Regions from separate parts of the Hordeum vulgare genome. Here region 2 is linked to region 1. A link is a contact called in public Hi-C data. All regions are on one chromosome and are shown on one strand. The core of a region is the stretch at or near the end of the contact, and the rest is flanking DNA. Distances in the headings are between cores, read along the strand shown.

Region 1 (3,630 bases), core at 338-2,837:
TGCCTCTGTCCCTGCAACTGCAAAAGAGCCCACAAAACCAAAAAGGCACAAACAAAGCAACTTTTTGTGTCGCACATGGATACTTCCTTCTCAGGTAGGCCATGCTATATCCGTCCAAAAAGAATTCTATTTCGTCCATTTAAAAACCTAATCTGCACACCATTTTAGATCATTAAATCGGGGAAAAAGTTCCAGGAAATATACTAGTATCCAGAATAGTATAGTACAAAGATGTGGAGCACTTGATATGTATAATTACAGCAAAGTATATATGCTTAACACACAAAGGAGAAAGAAAATAACATAATTTGCTGTCATGCTTGGTGAAAATTCCAGAGTCGCATTTCACAGACTGTCACAGCTATTAAGTGCCACATATATAAAACCAGCTACAAGATTGGTCCAGTAATTGGATTCTCAGAGAATTATTTGAAACTTTGCAAGCTTCTTCCTTTTAATTATTATGTGATTGAGAAGTTATCTCTTACAGCACCATGGTGCAACATATATCTCTCCTACAGAGAGAGCTGGCTAGGAAAAAAGAAGCGACACCCCCAGACAGCTAGACCTACTGGGCAAGGTTTGTGTGTAAAACAAAATTATGGTTGTTATCACTAGCAACACAATTGATACATACCAGTTTCATGTCCAACAATTGAATTTCTGTGTTGCAAAGAAAAGAAAGTTGATAAAGCCCCGCTTGGAATAGGGGTAAATTTATACACCCGTATTACTTCTACAAGTGTATATCACCAGCCATGTGTGATTTTCAACCGGAAATGAAAACGACCGATTGAGGTCTGTATCTTTTACAGGTGTAGAAGTGTGGAAAACGACAATCCAATCAGGCCCTAAGGGGTGGTTCCGCCCGCGATTTTTGTACCCCCAGACGCGAACGTGTTATTATACCCCCAGCTACATACCCAAAACTCTTTTGATGTATGGGCTAGCGCAGGCGCCAACGGCTTGGCAATCATGATTTCTGAGAGATAGAACTCTTTTGATGTATTGGGGAGGAGCAGCCCCAACCTCTCACTGCTCCAGTTCTTTGGGCCCGCGCCGACCTGCGTAGGCGTGGCTCTTGTAACCGAAAACTGTACTTTTTCAACTCTCCTATCGATGCAATGATAGGTAATCTTTGCGTATTCGCGAAAAAAAAAACATACCCAAAACGAGGGCCTACACCGAGATGACAATTCAAAGAGGGGTTGTTCCACACGCAAATCCGCGAGGTCGGGCCGATTCAGTAGCAATATTATGGCTGTGACAGAGTCCTCTACACGGATCTGTTATTTTTCCTACTTCCCCGAATCCAAAATCGAGTGTACGAATCGGCCGATTCGCGGGGTCGAATCGAAAAGAGGTGGCGTCGAGATCTGGTAAAGCGAGGGGAGAAGGGTTAGGGTTTTGGAGGGGGGGTGGGGGGACGCGCACCTGTGAAGCGACGAGTCGGAGGAGGGTCGTCGACAGCTGCGCTCGCACCGACGAGAGAGAGAGGGTGGAGGGGACGAGCGAACGGAGTTTGTGGCGGCGCGATGAGGCGTCCCGTCCCTATATACCGCCCACGCTGCGTCGAGAGTCCTGGCCGGTGCTGCGTGGAGAGTCCAGGACCGGCCTGGTTTATTCGAGGTATGCCTCTGCTGCTGCGTGGAGAGAATCCTGGACCGGCCCGACTCTGGTGACGGGTCGGACTGTCGATTTGGATTGGATTTAAAAGGCAAAACTTCTATGGGCTTCGATGCGGTGATTCTGCCCACACGACGAAATAAAGCCCGACCTGGTATAAACGTCCTATTTGCTGCTCGATGCGGCAATTTCTTTTTTTGAGAACAGCTCATTGCCGCAAATTGTGGCCGCAACACACAGGCAACGCTCCATCAATCGCACAGAAATGCGACCCCATGGGCCGGCCCATTTACCACTGTTCGCATGACTTACAATTCCGGTTTTGCGAACCTTCTGGAATTTTATGCCGGTTTTCTTTGGTTTTGGGAACCTTCCGGAAAGTTCCCAAACATTTTTCCCTCTTAATTTCTCTGTTTCTTTTCCACTTTTAATTTTTATTTTACATTTTTGTTTCTATTTTTTTTCTTTTTCCTTCTTATTTTCCAAGTTTATTTATCATTTTTGTACCAATGTTCATAAACTTGTAGACTGTTCACTCTGCATTTGTTTCAAACTTGTTAATTTTTTCCATAAAATTTTCCAGTTTTCAACTTTTGTTCGAAATTCAAAGAAGTTTAGAATTTAAATTTTCTTCCCCTCTTTTCAAAGAATTTAAAAATTCCAAAAAAAACGCATTTTGTTGACAAATTTGCAAGTTTGTTCAGTTATTTCAAAAATGACCTTGTTTAAAAAATTTGCGAACAACTGTTTTTTAAAAACAGAAACATTTAAAAAAAGGAACATTTTTTTGCAAATAATGACCAATTGTTTTGAAACAGGAATATTTTTTGAAATTCCAGAATAAAAGTTTGAAACATGAACATATTAAAAAACTTCCGAACAAAACTTTAAAATACTGATAGTTTCCAAATTTGTGAAAAAATGTTCTTTAGAAATGAAAAAAATTCTGAAATATGAGCATTTAAAAAAATTTGTGAACTTTTTTGAATTATCAAACATTTTCTGAAACAAAGTGAACAAATTTTGAAACTCTGTTTTTTATGAAATTTGTGAACAAAATTTGTAAACAAGAATATTTTCTGAAATTTGGTAACATTTTTTCAATTTTGACATGCAGACATTTTCTAAGTTTCCAAAAAAAATTATAGATTTGTGAACGAGTTTTTTAAAAATGTACAATTCTGAAATTCCGAACAATTTTTCAAAAAGTTGTGAACATTTTGAAGAACAACATACCGAACAAAGTTTGAAAAATGATCAACTTCTTTAAGGTGCACATTTTCTGAACTTCTGAAAATGGACATTTTATGAACAATTTTTCAAATATGAACATGTTTTAAAATCAATGAACTATTGTTGATAATGCGAGCATATTTTGATATTCTATTTTTTTAGAAAAGTACATTTTTTTAGAAAATTACAAATTTCGGAGCACAAGCATTTCAAACTTTTGTTTTCACAAACATACAGTATTATTTTAATAAACAAACATTTTTTTAGAAAGAAGACATTTTTTGGATTTACAAAAACATTTTGAAATTATGATTTTTTTTTAAATTTCTATTTGTTTGAAATGGGAAACATTTCTGAAACTTAAAAAAATGAAAACATGGGCATTTTTTGAAAACATGAACATTTCTAGAAAAGTTTTGAAATTTCGGAGCCGAAACATTCTGAATATATTTTGCAAAAAGTACAGATCATATTTTGAAAGTATTTTTTAATTTTTTTAAAAAGAAAATAGAATTTGTGAACAACTTTTTTTAAATGGGAACATTTTTTTAAAACAATTGTCAGAATTTCTGAACAATAATGTAAAATGTACTCCTTCCGTTTATAAAGAAAAGTACTTTTAAAGATTTCATTATAGACTACATACTAAGCAAAATAGTGAATGTACACTCTAAAATATATCTATATACACTCATTTGTAGTTCGTAGTGAAATTTCAAGAAGGTCTTTGTTAGAGCATATATCTCCATATGTGGTTTTGGTACTTGATGA
Region 2 (3,630 bases), core at 715-3,214, 400 kb after region 1:
CGTGGACGCGTCTCATCCTGCTCCTTCATCTTCCTTGCTGCGCGGGGACCACTAGCCAACCGACCGGTCGCCTCCTTTGTCGCCTCTCTTCCTTTGCTCTCTCCACAAAGGTTTTCAAATGGCAGAGAAAGGAGGGTCGAGCCGCGGTTGGCTCCGTCATCGCAGGAAACGCGTGCGGGAGCCGGCAGCAGCGCGAGGCTGAATAGAGGCGACTGCGATAGTTCGTGGGATTACAGATCGATGCGTATACATGCAGCAGAATAACGCATATCAGAGTGGATTTTCCATTTGCACTTGGCGAGATGATTTTTGTGCAGATCCACTCGTCGCTGACGGATTGGATGTGGTCAGGTGGGTGCGGAATCTATCTCCTCCCCTCCCCTCCCCTCCCCTCCCGTCCGGCTCACGCGAGCCGCGCAAAAACTCACGAGAGAACAAGTCTGAATCCTCCTCTTCCTTCCCTTGGTGTAGCACAAGCAATTAGTTTTGTCTGCTTTGCGCGGCTGCCATTTTGTGGTCGTTTTTCCAGCTCGCCATCCCATCACTGCTTACGCACTTGCTTGTCCACATGCTACACGACCCTGGAGTTTCATGAGGTACATCATGACGACCAAAGGAAAACTGCGCGGCGCCGGCCCTCCCCCGTTAGTTTTCCAAAGTTGCTCCGCTTCTCGTCTCCTGGCACTATGATGACGAGTCCAAGACTAGTTGATGATGATGCAACTCCCTACAACTTCCTACTCCTTCCTAGAGAGCAATATAGGAGTAGGATGCATGCAAGTAAAAGACTGTTAACTAGAAACAAGCAACCAAACGACGACTGATCGTTGGTTGATAGGTGATTTATTAGGCTAGTTGTAATGGAATCAGGAGCTGTACTGTACACATGACATGAATACCCTATTGACATAGGTGAGCCATGCCACCTGTATGCAGTAGTAACATCGACCTAAATCTTCTCAACAACCAACCATGACTTCAATCACGCGTCCGTGCACGAACGAAAACTAGACGCCTAACTTATTAGTAACTAAAATCAGGGAGACAATGAAATTGCAGGCCACGGGTGAAGATTTCCGTAAGAAGCATCTGATTCTCATTAACTCAGAAATCGAAACGACAAACTGTACAGACGCTGCAATGCCGCGCACGCTCTTCTTCCGTATTCACACATGCTCGTCACGGGATGACGGAGCCAGCCAAACGTTACGAAATAAATTACGAAAATCAGTACAGCTAGCTGTCTGATCCTTCTTTTTCTCTCACATATAGTTATATTTGTTGAGATATTTTTTAGCACGCCATTAAAGAAACCCAAAATCCTAGAATGAGCCCGCCGCGGCGTAGAATTCGATCCAACGGCCAGGATTAAACCGCGGCACCGTCTTCTTCTGACGAAAGAATAACTAAGGAGGGGAGGGGAAGGAAAGGATCTGATGATCAGAGCCAGAGGGCACCGGCCTTCTTGAGGATGGGCACCAGCTCGCCGGAGATGTGGACGGCCATGAGGCGATCGAGGCCGCCGAGGAGCTTCCCCCCGACGAAGACCGCCGGGAGCGCGGCCTCCCCGCCGTCCGGCACGACCCCGGCGAGCGCCGCCTCGTCGGCGACCTCATGCACGGCGGGGTTGACCCCGAGGCCCTGGAGCAGCCGCTTCACGACGTGGGTGAGGCAGCAGGCCCGCCTCCCCACGACCACGACCGGGCTCTCCGACACCGCCCTCTCAACCCCCGCCGCGTCCTCCCGGGACGCCGCCGCCTCCGCGGTCTCCGTCTTGACGGCCGCCTCCGCCATGGCAGACGGCGGCGACGGGCGGGTCGTCCAGGGCCGGCTGCTGCTGTAGGGGATGGCCTGGTACATTGCTCACCGCAACGATAGCTACGTGGCGCGCTGGCTTGGACGCTCTGTTGGCCTTCCCTCTCTCGCGCGGGTGTGTGGTTCGTGGAGGTGTGTGATGGTTGGGCGTTGGTGTAATGGCTGGGGGAGGTGAAGGGGCCCCATATATAATACAGCGGAGAGGGAGGTGAGGTGGGAAGGTGACGACAGCGCGAGGGTGGCGGTACGTGGGACCCGCGAGACGCGGGGGAGCTTTCCGCGGGGACTGCACACGAGTTGTCGCGGGGAGTGACGTGGAGGGCGTCAGCCGCTGTCGGGGGCGCCGGATCCGTGACGACAGCTGCTGCGACGCGGACGGCGGCGTTGCAGTTGCAAGTCAGATCATGGGTTGATGTGGCCCGATTCTAGCATAGGATCACACATGTTCTCAAAATTAATTAAGAGTTGCTAACGCATCTTGCTCTTTTTTAGAGCAACTTCAACGGACCGATTCAAACGGACATCGATTTCGTTCGTCTTTTGTCCATTTAAGTCGACCGTCCGTCCAACGTCCGCCATGTTTTAGATATGGGTTGGTAACGCCCAACCCACCGGCCCATATATGTCGGCGTGGTTGGCTGGCCGCCCTATTTTGCATTATTTTCATAGTTTGAATCGAATATAGCATAGTTATTACAAGCCGAATAAAAATAGAAATGTCTCACATAGTTCGTACATAGTTTTGCTAACGAATAAAAGAAGATAAATCTATTGGTTGCCAACATGAACCCATATATGCTCAATCAAATCATTTTGCAGTTGCACGTGAGTTTCCCAATCACGCATGTCTTGATGAAATTGAATGAACTGTTCAAACGTTGTCGCTCCTCCAAGCTCAGGCACAACATTCTCACCCTGAAACTCAAACCCTTGATTGTACAGACATTCCGGACGCTCGTCTTCTACGATCATATTATGCACGATCACACAAACAGTCATCATAGCCGACCACTCCCTCTCTAATACGGTTGAAAACATGCCTACTCATACGGAAACGGCAGCGGAATTGTTGATGTTTGAACAACGGGTTTGTTGTATCAGAATAGTCCTTCCAAAGAAGGAAATGCCCGCTCTCTCGGTTGCGATTCAACGCCGGAAGGTGGCCGGGAATGGAGCCACGGAACAACGGCCGATGGCTGTTGAGGTGGTGATGGAGCAACACGGCAGCCAACATCTCCTCCTCGTCATCGGACGACGAATCGTCGGAGTCGAAAAGGAAATTGTGAAAAAAGAACTCGTCGGCGGTGTCCATTTTTCTGTACCTTGGCAAACTGTCGAACAGCTTGCGGGGATCGATAAAGAAGACGGCCAGCGAAGGGAGTCGTGGCCCGCACGGACCAGCTAGCTGCCCTGCCGGTGTCCGACGAGTAGGCCGCGCTGGTGAGGATCGGGTCAGGCGGCGAGGCGGCTTCTTGGTCGGGGGCTGATACGTCTCAAACGTATCTATAAATTTTGATGGTTTCATGTTGTTACCTTGTCAACTTTGGATGTTTTATATACCTTTTATATCTTTTTTTGGGACTAACTTATTAATTCAGTGCCAAGTGCCAATTCCTGTTTTTTCTGTGTTTTTGACTCTTTTCAAATCTGATTTTGGAACGGAGTCCAAACGGGATAAAATCCTCGAAATGAATTTTTCCATAACAGAAGAAGATCTGGGGACTTGAGGGCCAAGGCAGGAGGCCCACAGGGGGCCCGCGGCTACCAAGCTTGTGCCCCCCTCGAGCTCCCCTACCCTAGCTCTTTGGCCTATTT

The links. Hi-C and Micro-C count contacts between places; a contact is called where the count stands out from the background.
Region 2: a contact with region 1 is called in a Hi-C map of seedling, with 7 times the contacts expected there. The contact joins the promoter of LOC123440078 here to the promoter of LOC123444062 in region 1. A contact is called at or near these places in 1 of 6 Hi-C or Micro-C datasets (seedling) and 1 of 1 datasets of contacts at active chromatin or transcription factors (embryo).

The regions. Positions count from the first base shown.
Region 1 is chr3H:420,207,573-420,211,202 of MorexV3_pseudomolecules_assembly, forward strand. LOC123444062 (splicing factor U2af small subunit B-like) reads right to left here and starts at 1,588. Exons shown (of 2, transcript XM_045120668.1): 1 at 1,435-1,588.
Region 2 is chr3H:420,604,580-420,608,209 of MorexV3_pseudomolecules_assembly, forward strand. It overlaps LOC123440078 (monothiol glutaredoxin-S5-like), which reads right to left and starts at 1,965. Exons shown (of 1, transcript XM_045116663.1): 1 at 1,074-1,965. The coding sequence starts at 1,860. The coding sequence ends at 1,441.